Linked DNA regions of Mus musculus: all the other regions are linked to region 3. Evidence: chromatin contacts called from public promoter capture Hi-C data. All regions are on one chromosome and are shown on one strand. Each heading gives the region's core, a stretch centred on a gene start, on an enhancer-like site or on the middle of the called end of the contact. The rest is flanking DNA. Distances are from core to core; before and after follow the strand shown.

The links. Promoter capture Hi-C pulls out the DNA fragments that hold promoters and counts their contacts. Capture Hi-C pulls out chosen DNA fragments and counts their contacts.
Region 1: a promoter capture Hi-C map of adipose tissue shows a contact between it and region 3. The contact joins the promoter of Mpc1 here to the promoter of 1700010I14Rik in region 3. A contact is called at or near these places in 1 of 39 promoter capture datasets (cranial neural crest), 1 of 115 datasets of contacts at active chromatin or transcription factors (bone marrow-derived macrophages) and 1 of 9 other capture datasets (adipose tissue).
Region 2: a promoter capture Hi-C map of embryonic stem cells shows a contact between it and region 3, with 2.7 times the contacts expected there. The contact joins the promoter of Pabpc6 here to the promoter of 1700010I14Rik in region 3. A contact is called at or near these places in 3 of 39 promoter capture datasets (embryonic stem cells and hippocampal neurons).

The regions. Positions count from the first base shown.
Region 1 is chr17:8,282,348-8,285,911 of GRCm38.p6, reverse strand. It overlaps Mpc1 (mitochondrial pyruvate carrier 1), which reads right to left and starts at 2,125. Exons shown (of 5, transcript NM_018819.5): 1 at 1,951-2,125. The coding sequence starts at 2,021.
Region 2 is chr17:9,667,958-9,671,455 of GRCm38.p6, reverse strand. Pabpc6 (poly(A) binding protein, cytoplasmic 6) reads left to right here and starts at 1,752. Exons shown (of 1, transcript NM_001163836.1): 1 at 1,752-3,498. The coding sequence starts at 1,836.
Region 3 is chr17:8,985,811-8,989,590 of GRCm38.p6, reverse strand. 1700010I14Rik (RIKEN cDNA 1700010I14 gene) reads right to left here and starts at 1,258. Exons shown (of 10, transcript NM_025851.3): 1 at 1,170-1,258. The coding sequence starts at 1,194. Pde10a (phosphodiesterase 10A) reads right to left here. Exons shown (of 22, transcript NM_011866.2): 22 at 2,943-3,780.

The DNA.
Region 1 (3,564 bases), core at 876-3,375, 700 kb after region 3:
TATACATAAAAAAATATAAATCTTTAAAACAAAGCACCCAAAAGTAAAACTAAGAAAGTGGTTGGAGTCAGGTAGTGGTGGCGCACGCCTTTAACCCCAGCAACTTGAGAGAGGCGGAGAGGCAGGAGGATTCCTGAGTTTGAAGTTGAGCCTGGTCTACAGAGTGTGAGTTCCAGGACAACCAGGGCTACACAGAGAAACCCTGTCTCGGGGGGGGGGGGGGGGAGATATATGACTCAATGACTCAGCAGGTAATGACGCTACTGTTCTTACAAAAGAGCTGGTTTTCATTGCCAGACCTACATGAAGGCTCTCAACTGTCTGCATGCTTGTTCCAGGATGCCTGTTCTGACCTCCATAGGTACATATACTCAGGTTCACATCAAATACATAAAATTAAAAAAAAAAAAAAGAATCGAGGGCTGAGGGTATAACTTTGTAGGCCTTTTAAGGCACAGGACCTGAGTTTGAGACTCAATATTAAACAAAAAAGAACGGGGGTGGGGGAGGGACTGAGGGACTGTTAAGAAAACAGACCTAGAAATATAGAAAGTTCTTGATCTGAGTCTTATCAAAAATCAAGTGCAGCAGCACGGTGCACTGGGGGTTGAGCCCAGGCATGAAGGCGGGTCCCAGGGAAACAGAAGCGCCTCGCAAAGGAAAAGACATTAATCAAGATGGTGAAGACGGATGAGTAAGACAGTTGTAGAAACTCAAGGCACTAAGTATTTACTATTAACTACAATACTACTGTAGACTGGCTGGCCTTGAACTCAAGAGATCCTCCAGCTTGTCTCCCTTGTGCTGGGATTAAAGGCGAATGCCACCACTGGCAGGCTCGGTATTGACCACTGAGAAGAAAATTAAAAAGCAGCCCTCCACTTATCTAACTTTAAAATCACAAGAAAATAAAACTATGCTTGGAAATATTGTAATCGGTTTCTAAATTTTGTGAGATCCTTAAAATAGAATCAGGCACCAGGAAATTATAACTGAAAATGAATTCTGGAAAGTGCTTCTTCAACCTCTCAATGTCAAGCCCTCGGGACACACACCTTGCAAGTAAATGCCTCTTCTCAGACGCACTGCGTGGCTGCGACACATGATTGTCCGGTCCCCCTCCCCCAAGCACCGTCAAATGGAAAACAAACAAACAAAAAAACAAACAAAAAACCAAAAAAAAAAAAAAACCCCGCCCTCTGTGCTGCAAATTCTAGCTCCCATTACCCGGATCCCGGCACATTCCAGCACCGCTCCCGCCAAGTCCCGGGCCGGGAGACGAGGAGGGGGATGGTAGCACCCAGTGTCCCCACGTCAACCCACGCAAGGGCATCCTGACTGCCTGCCCAGGAGCGGTGTTCGTCCGGTCGGTCACGAGCCGGAGCGGCGTCCCTGCAGTCACACCGCGTCTTTCAGTCAAGGACTGGAGCTCTGTTCCCTGTCACCAGCCATTCCCTGGGTCGTCCTGCCCGGGAGCGCTGTCCGCTCGGTCACTTGTCGTCCTCTCAGTCACGGGTGGGAGCGCTGTCCCCTCGGGCATGGGTGGGAGAGGCGTCCCCTCCGGCACAGGTTGGGGCGGGGTCCCCAGTCACACCATGTCTTTCAGTTCGCGGGGCTGGAGCTGTTCCCTGTCACCTGCCATTCCCTAGGTCGCCTTAACCAAGAGCGCTGTACCCTCAGTAACCTGCGGTCCCTTAGGTCACGGGTGGGAGCTACGTCCCCTGAGTCCTGCTGTCCCTTCAGGCACGGGTGTGAGCGCTGTCCCTTCTGCCCTCCTAGTCACAGGTAGGAGCGCCATCCCCTCGGTCACTTGCTGTACCCTCGGGAGCGCCGTCCCCTCGGGCACCGGTAGGAGCGCGTTCCACCCGTGCGCCGCTCTCCTACCTTGGCACGGCGCCGCAGGGTTTTCCCGCAGCGGGCGGCTCCCCCACGGCCTACCATGACGCTCACCTCATGAGATAGTCCCGGAAGTCCTTGCTCCGGACATAGTCCGCCGCTTTGCGCACCAGCGCTCCAGCCATGGCCGTGCCGTTGGCGGTGAAGCCGCTACCTAGACAGATGACACCGCTGTGGACTCGGCTGAGGCCCTCGGCGCTCTCACCCCAGCGCCCGCCTCACGACACTCGGAGAAGCCTTACGACCGCTCGGCGCTCCACCAATGAGAACGCGCTAGACCGCAGAGCGCGTCCGGGATTGGCTGCCGCGGTCGACACACCCCCCGCCTGCCCTCGGGGCGGTGCGCGCCGCGGGGCTGCCGTCGTAAAAGGGCCCGGCGGCCCGGACGACTGGCGGTTGCTAGGGGCTGCGAGGGTGACACTCCTCTGCCCGGGGGTCCTGGGCAGGCTTCCGGGGTCTCAGCGGGGCGTGGTGGGCAGGTCGGGCTCCTGTCACCCCTCGCCTGTCCCTTTGCCCCGCGGGCGGCTGCACAGAGACGGTGAGATCCTGCAAACCGGCGGCGACCGGCTTGGGATGGAGTCACCGAGTGCAGAGGAGGGAGGCAGTTAAAAATAGCTAAGAGCCTCAGTCTCCAGAAGTGTGGCTGCCCACGTGTGGAAAGCACAGGTTACATAAGTGCCCGGAGCGTGCATACTGCAGCTTTAGCCTGTACACCCGCAGAGGCTCAGAGCCACACCCCAGACATGGCGGGGGGGGGGGGGGCAGAATGCAGAGAGAGTTGAGCCGGAGGTAATGAGAAGGGCCTGGCTACATTTCCTGTCACCACTACCACTCTTGAGGAGAGGAAAGGTGACAGAATCCCTTCCGCCGTAAACCGGATCGCGTGAAGAACACAACTGCCTTCAGGCTGCTCGCAGCCACACCCGAGTAGGCCACACCGCGCTAAGGGTCGCTAAGGCCCGTCCCCTGAGTTCGTGCCAGTGTCAGTCTTTGTTTACCAAAAGGAGGCTGAAGACGACCTTCCCCTTATAGGGAAGGGTCTGCAGGGCCCGGACTGCAGCGCTCTTGCCAGGTTTGCTCCGGAAGCCCTGGCTGTGTTCCATCTCCAGCACTGCCGTAAACCAGGCTGGGTGGTGGGAAGTTCAAGGTCACCACTGAGTCCTCGGGGTGGGGCTTGGGGCGAAAGTTATTAAACGAATGGTAATCTTCTGTGGTTTTCCCCTTCTATGCATAGTAAATATGTGCAGCTTTTCTCAGATTTAATTTTTGCCGGTTTATTCTAACAATCTTCCGAGAATAGAGGGGACTCTCTTCCTTACCAAAACCGAACCTGAAGCGGGCCTTGGTGGCAAATGAGTTTGATCCCAGCACCGAAGATGCAGAGGCAGAGGCAGAGGCAGGAGGATTTGAGTTCAAGGCCAGCCGTGTCTATATAGCTAGTTCTGTAGCCCTGGCTACTCAGAGAAACCCTGTCTCAAACAAAATTTAAAAAACGAAAAACAAAAAACAAGGCCAGGCAAAAAAAACAAAACAAAAAAAAAAAAAAACACACAAACAGCAACAACAACAAAAGCACAATTTGGGGATTATACCTCAAATCAAGGAAAGTTGAGTAATTTAGAATGCCACTGGGGAATATGAAGTCTGGAATGCACTGGCAGAAATGAA
Region 2 (3,498 bases), core at 503-3,002, 680 kb before region 3:
AGGGGAAGAGAATGTCCCCGTACACAGCTGATATTGGTTAAATAGAGAGTATTATTTAACATATTAATTTCATGCTTTTCATAACAGTTTAGAGCTATTGAGAGATTCCAATTTCTAATGAATTGGCAGCAAAATGTACATTCAGGCAAAAATCTTCAGGGGTTATGAAACAGCACGTTATAATTTATAATTGGCAAACAAAAGTGACCTTCTTTGTGTTGCTTGGTTTCTCAGACATTCAGTGTCTTGTTAAGAAACATGTGGTGTTACTGGTGGCATTGAAGACATATTATACCATTGTGCATATAAAATATTTTGGAAAGTGTAAACATCTATTAACACCCAAATGCACTGATGATAATAATAAATGATCCCACTACAGGGATGATGCTGGAGAGATGCTTAGGATGAAGGGGAGATGCTCTTCACGCATCCTCCCTTCTCCCAGAGCTATGCCCTTGGTAGCTTATTAGCTATATTCTGCCCTCCCACCACCACCACCACATAACACAAACATCCCCAAGCCACTATCTTCCTGTTACTAATTAGTTGCATCTGGAATAAAGTATCTGTCAATGGAAAGCCGATTCATAGCTCTCTTAATTATGAGTTTTTTTTTAAATTAGACTGAAGTATGAAATTTGAGACCATGGTACGTTACTCATATTTTTGATGCATTAATGTGAAGCACTTAAACAGGAGACCACTTCTTTTTGTATTCTAAAAAAACAAGCAAACAAAACCCAAACAACAACAACAAACCCAGAGCATATAAGTAAAACAGCCAAACTGAATGATATCACTGTGTCCCAAGTGGCCCTCAGAATAATTATTGACTTCCTCAACAGCCTTCACAAAGTTTAGTTTCTCCCTTTTACCTTTGTGTTTGTACTGGGGTGTTACCTACATTCAAGAGAACACCCCTCTTCACAAACACACACACTAAACACAATCTATTGACATCTTCATCTTGGACTTCCAAGTGAGAAATAATATTTTTGATGTTTATGGTAATTTGCCTTTGCTACTGCATTGTCCCGGATGGGGACTTTCAGTTTGATTAATTTTTAAGCTCTCAAAATCATCTTCTTGGTCTGTATTGAAAGTTTTCTTTTGCAGTATGAATAGAGAGTTACCTTCAAAGGAATCTCTCTCTCTCCCTCTCTCTCCCTCTCTCTCTCTCTCTCTCTCTCTCTCTCTCTCTCTCTCTCTTCCTCCCTCACCCCTGCTCATCCCAAGTGTGTGTGTGTGTGTGTGTGTGTGTGTGTGTGTGTGCGCGCATGTGTATGTTCATATTCATGTGTAATCAAGACTCTAGTTTGAGCTAGAATATAACAAACAGGATTATTCACTGAGATTATTTTATTTTATTTTATTTTATTTTATTTTATTTTATTTTATTTTTTGCTTGCAGGAAATAAATAGCTCCCTTAAAAGCATCTTTATCTGCCCCTGAGGTCAGTGCAGAGCATATAAGGTGTATGCTTCAAGCTCAGAACAAACACGTATCACCCCACTCCTACTATTTAAAAAATAAATAAAAAAGAAAGAAAAAGAAATCCTCAAATCAGAGCATTCTCCACCGGATACTTTGATTAAATAACCAGCCACAACCAACCGAACAAGACCAACCAGCACCACCAGTGTCCGGAACCCAGGTAGGGAGGCTGATTTCTACCCGGACAACCAGCTTATGGCATCACAGCCCCCATTTCCCAACCGGAAGCAGCCCGCCCGTGCCGCCGACCTCCGGGTTCTTGGCAGTTGAGGGCCTTTCCATTCCGGTTGCCTTCTGTTCCTGTGCTGCTCCTGCTCCCTGCTCAGCCTTTGCAGACATGAACCCCAGCGACCCCAGCTACTCTTTGGCTTCACTCTATGTGGGGGACCTGCATCCCGACGTGACCGAGGCGATGCTCTATGAGAAGTTCAGCCCGGCAGGGCCCATCCTCTCCATCCGGGTGTACAGGGACAGGATCACCCGCCGCTCGCTGGGCTACGCGTCCGTCAACTTCCAGCAGCTGGAGGACGCCGAGCGGGCCTTGGACACCATGAATTTCGACGTGATAAAGGGCAAGCCGGTTCGCATCATGTGGTCTCAGCGGGACCCGTCGCTGCGCAAGAGCGGAGTAGGGAACATATTTGTGAAAAATCTGGACAGATCCATTGACAGTAAAACGCTGTATGATACGTTTTCTGCCTTTGGTAACATCCTTTCCTGTAAGGTGGTGTGTGATGAGAATGGCTCCAAGGGTTACGGCTTTGTACACTTCGAGACACAGGAAGAAGCTGAACGAGCAATTGAGAAAATGAACGGGATGTTCCTAAATGACCACAAAGTGTTCGTTGGTCGCTTTAAGTCTCGTAGAGACAGGCAGGCTGAACTTGGAGCCAGGGCCAAGGAGTTCACCAATGTTTACATCAAGAATTTGGGAGAAGATATGGATGATGAGAGACTCCAGGATCTATTTGGCAGATTTGGGCCTGCCTTAAGTGTTAAAGTCATGACTGATGAAAGTGGAAAATCCAAAGGATTCGGATTCGTAAGCTTTGAAAGGCATGAAGATGCACGAAAGGCAGTGGAAGAGATGAATGGAAAAGACCTCAATGGAAAACAAATTTATGTAGGTCGTGCTCAGAAAAAGGTGGAACGACAGACTGAACTGAAGCACAAATTCGGGCAGATGAAGCAAGATAAGCACAAAATTGAACGGGTACCACAAGATAGAAGCGTCAGATGCAAAGGTGTTAACCTCTATGTGAAAAACCTTGATGATGGTATCGATGATGAGCGTCTCCGGAAGGAGTTTTCCCCTTTTGGTACGATTACTAGTGCAAAGGTAACGATGGAGGGTGGGCGCAGCAAAGGGTTTGGTTTTGTATGTTTTTCCTCTCCAGAAGAAGCCACCAAAGCTGTTACAGAAATGAATGGTAAAATAGTGGCCACCAAACCACTCTACGTAGCTTTAGCTCAACGCAAAGAGGAGCGCCAGGCTCACCTCAGTAACCAGTACATGCAAAGAATGGCAAGCACCAGTGCCGGGCCTAACCCAGTCGTCAGCCCTTTCCAGCCAGCGCAGGGGCCGTCAGGTTACTGCATGACAGCTACACCAACTCAGAGCCGTAGGGCATACTGTGCTCCTAATCAGACTACTCAGCAAGGACCAAGTGCCCGTGGGAGTGCTCACGGTACCAGAGCTCATCCATTCCAAAACATGTCTAGTACCATCCACCCATCACATACTATGCCATCATTTAGTACTTCAGGACCCACTACCTCACAGGCTATACGACATCGTACTGCCAGCACATCCACACAGATGATGGGCCCACATCCTGCAGCTGCTGCTGCTGCTGCAGCTGCTCCTGCCACCCGCACAATTACCCAGTATAAATATACTGCTGGAGTCCGAAATCCCCCTCAGCATCCTAATACACAGCCACATGTCAGCACGCAGCGGTCTGCTGTTCCTGTCCAAGGTAAAGAGTCTTTGACTGCCT
Region 3 (3,780 bases), core at 9-2,508:
GGGGATACCTCTCTCCAAGGTACTGACCAACACACACATGCACACCATACATGCAAAAACTAGACCAGCCTCAGAAGGGTCATAAAAGTCCAGGTTCAGGAAGCTCTACAGATACTGGTCTCCAATGTACCTCAGCAGACATGAGCCACATGCTTACTCTAATGACAAGAGACCATGTCTCCCAGCAGATGTCCTGCCAATGGCCTGGCTCTGAGCCTTGTGTGTGTTGAGTGTCTAGCATGCGGGCTGACCTGGCTAAGCACAACTGAGGCTGTTACCAGTTAGCCTCGTCACTCTCAAGGGACATCTGCAGTGTTGTCAGTGTCCCATCAATGTCAATGACCTCCACATCACTGCATGTGGATATGGGGGTTGGCTGTGCACTAGGACAGTAGACTTGCAACCTGTTGCTCTAGCAATATTCCCTGAGTGAACTCTGCCTCTCAATACTGGTGGTGTCACTTAGAGCTAGACTGTTAGGTTGTTAGATTTATTACATGTGAGCTGTTCCCTACTTTTATTATGTGTGGACAATCATCTATGTATTCGAAACAGACACCTGCTTGCCTGCCTGCCTCTCTGACCTGTAAGTCACATACCAAGAGAGCGGTGTGGTACAGGAAGTTTTGCAAAACTCTCAGCTTCAAAACAAAAAGCACTGAACGAGTATGGTGAGCCCCTCCATCCCTTTCCCTCCAAGGTACTTTTACACACACACACTCCATACGCCTTTACACACATCCTATAACACACATACCAAGGTGATAGTTACTTTTGATTATCAGTCTGACACAAAATAGAATCCAGGAAGGAACTCTCAAAAGAAATTGTCTAGATGAAGTTGTCCTGTGGCCATGACCTGAGGGGTTTTCTTAAATGGGCTGAGGTGGGAAGACCCACTCTGTTTCCTGGCGGGGTCCTGGAGCTGAGTGGAGAAATGGTGCGCGTGTGTTCTTTGCTCTCTGTTTCCGGTTGAGGACAGAAGTAGCCAGCTTCCTTAAGCTTCTGAAAGGTCTGAGTCGCTGGGTCCAAGCAAACCCTCCTGATCCAGGAGCTGACTTCCTGCCACCAGAAAGGTTTTTACTTTCAAAACCACTTCTGAGAAACCAGCTTTCCTGGACAAACATCAACCGGGTCAAAACCCACAAAAATAGAGGCAGACCACTTACAGTCAGGTTCCTGATCCTCAGCCATTGCCCCTCTGGTCGGCTCGCTGCCAACGGAAGCTGCAGTTGCCAACGGAAGCTGCAGTTGCCAACGGAAGCTGCAGTTGCCATGGAAACAGTAAATATTCCTAGCCCCTCCCCCTCAGTGTAACTCTGGCGCCCGGCCACAGGGTGGCAGAATAACAGAATAGCCAGGAGTCTGCCACCTTCCCCAGCCAGGTCTGGGAGCCCTGGAGGGATGCTCACTGGTTTTACTTTGCAAAACAAAACTAGGCAAGATTCATTACAGAGCATGGGACAAAAGATAACTGGTGTCCCCAGTGAATGTGCCCCCGCTGCAGTCCTTGGTTCTAGACGCAAGAACCAGAGCACACGGGATGCTAAAGAGGAGGGCTGAGGTGTTTCTGGACACGCGATAGGGTCACCAACTCAGATCCTCGAGTTCAGACAGAAAGGGAAGAACTCTGGTTTGCACAAGGCATGTGCTAGTAAGAGCGGCACCTCCCCTACTTCTGGAAAATGTTAATCTCCCCCCCCCCCCCACCCTACGGCCGAAAAAAAAATTCTTCCAAATCATGGCTTATGTCAGCGTAATCATTCTATCCCTTAGGTGACAAAAATCAGAACGTCAAGGGTCAAATATGTGTCGATTCTTAAGAATATAGTAAAACCCATATTCCCTCCTATTGTTTAGTCGTCTATCAAAGTGATTGAAGGAGAAGTATATTCAATTATTATCACTGCAACGACCTGTCAAAACTAAGGTGGATTTTTGTGGAAGCAAATCCCTGGCTCACTGCCCATGTTGTCCCCACGTGGGGGAGGGGGTGGCTCCTGAAGGCAGAGGAATGGAAGGACCAGACACCTGCGTTCACCCAGGGAAGAGTTTTGAGCAGCAATGGCTAAGTGCTATGGAAAGCCAGGAAGAACAGAGTTGCACCTAGTCCCAGGTGACCTATAACCTTAACCTATGACTCGGGCAGTGAATTCTGACCCTTTCAGCCTGGTTTGATATGAAAGGGAACTAGCAACTTTTCCACAGTGCCAGGCTGGAACCCACTCTTCAGAGGCAAACGAATGCCCTACCACCGAGCCACACACCCTGACCCCTTCCCCGTGAGGCTCAGGGCAGAGATGGTGGTGTTGGAGGAGGTAGAGCACATGTACACACAGTCTACCTCTGTCTTGGGTTTCTATTGCTGTCATAAACACTATCACCAAAAGCAACTTGGGAAGGAGGGTGTTTATTTCAGTTTACTCTGACCTTGAAGGAAATTGGAACTCAAACTGGGCAGAAACCTGGAGGCAGGAGCTGATGATGCAGAAGGCCACAGAGGAGTACTGCTTACTGCCTTGCTTCCTGTGGCTTGCTCAGGCTCATTTATTCCACAGTCGGGACCACCGGCCTAGGGTGTGGCACCACCCATAGTGGACCCTTCCATATCAATCACTAATCAAGGAAAATGTCTCACAGACTTGCCTACAAGTGAGTTACTATGGCATTTTCTCAGCTGAGGTTCCTCTTTCCACATAACTCTAGCTTGTGTGAAGTCAACAAAAACTAACCTGATAGGAGCAGGAAACAGATTTAACACTTATACTGAGAAGCTGGCCTCTGGCTCCTTTCTGGAGAGCAAGTGTTTTCTCAGCTGCATTTCATACAGACTGTGTTGACTCTCAGCCAAACAGTGTCTGTGGGAAGATCTGGCTGCCACCTATGGACAGCTTCTCTGGGCATCTGTCGCCTTCCCCACAAACGAGAGCAAACTTGAGAGATGATATTTTAAAAATGTTGTATTCAATTATTCACACCAAAGAATATCCATTAAAATTATGAACATTTCTAAATATATTTCATGTATCATACATATATATATACTTTATATGTATAATTACATATCCACAAAAGATTTCTTACTTCTTTAAGCATGTGAATAGAACAAAGATAGAGATTTTTGCAATGTAACACCCATATATGCATATATACTGGCTGTTTGAATTATGAATTTATTTACACCTTGTCTGAGTTATAATAAATGATTAATGTTCTATTATACAAACATAACAGTAAAGTTTTTTTAAATACAAAGACTGCAAATGAATACATGAAAAATTACACACATGTACAATATTTATAATTTATAAATGCAAAGATAAGACCTCTTTAAATTATTGCACTTGCGCACTTTACAAAGATTTTTTTTATGTCATACATATAAAATCATCTTTTTTTTTTGGAATTTACTAACTCATCAACTATAATAATGTTGGATATCATAAGCTTGAAATTCTTTCTTTCCCCTTCAAAAGAGAGCCCATTAAGGCTTTGGCTGCAGACCCATCCACTGAGGATCAGTTGCTGGGACCTGTGCCCCTGCTCCAGCAGGTGTTGGCCAGCAAGGAGGTTGTCCCTATGGCCTCTGAGGTGTCTTGGCTGGGTGTGGATGGCGGCGGACCTCTTTTGTTACTGTGTTCCTGTGGAGAAAGCTGCTCTCCTTGGAAAGAATCCAGACGCTGCGTTTGTTCTTATGTTAAGTGTTTCACAGTGTTCTGGGCAAGTACGTGATTTTTAAATAGGTGGGGCACTGTACACAGAGAGAGACTGCTTTGCATC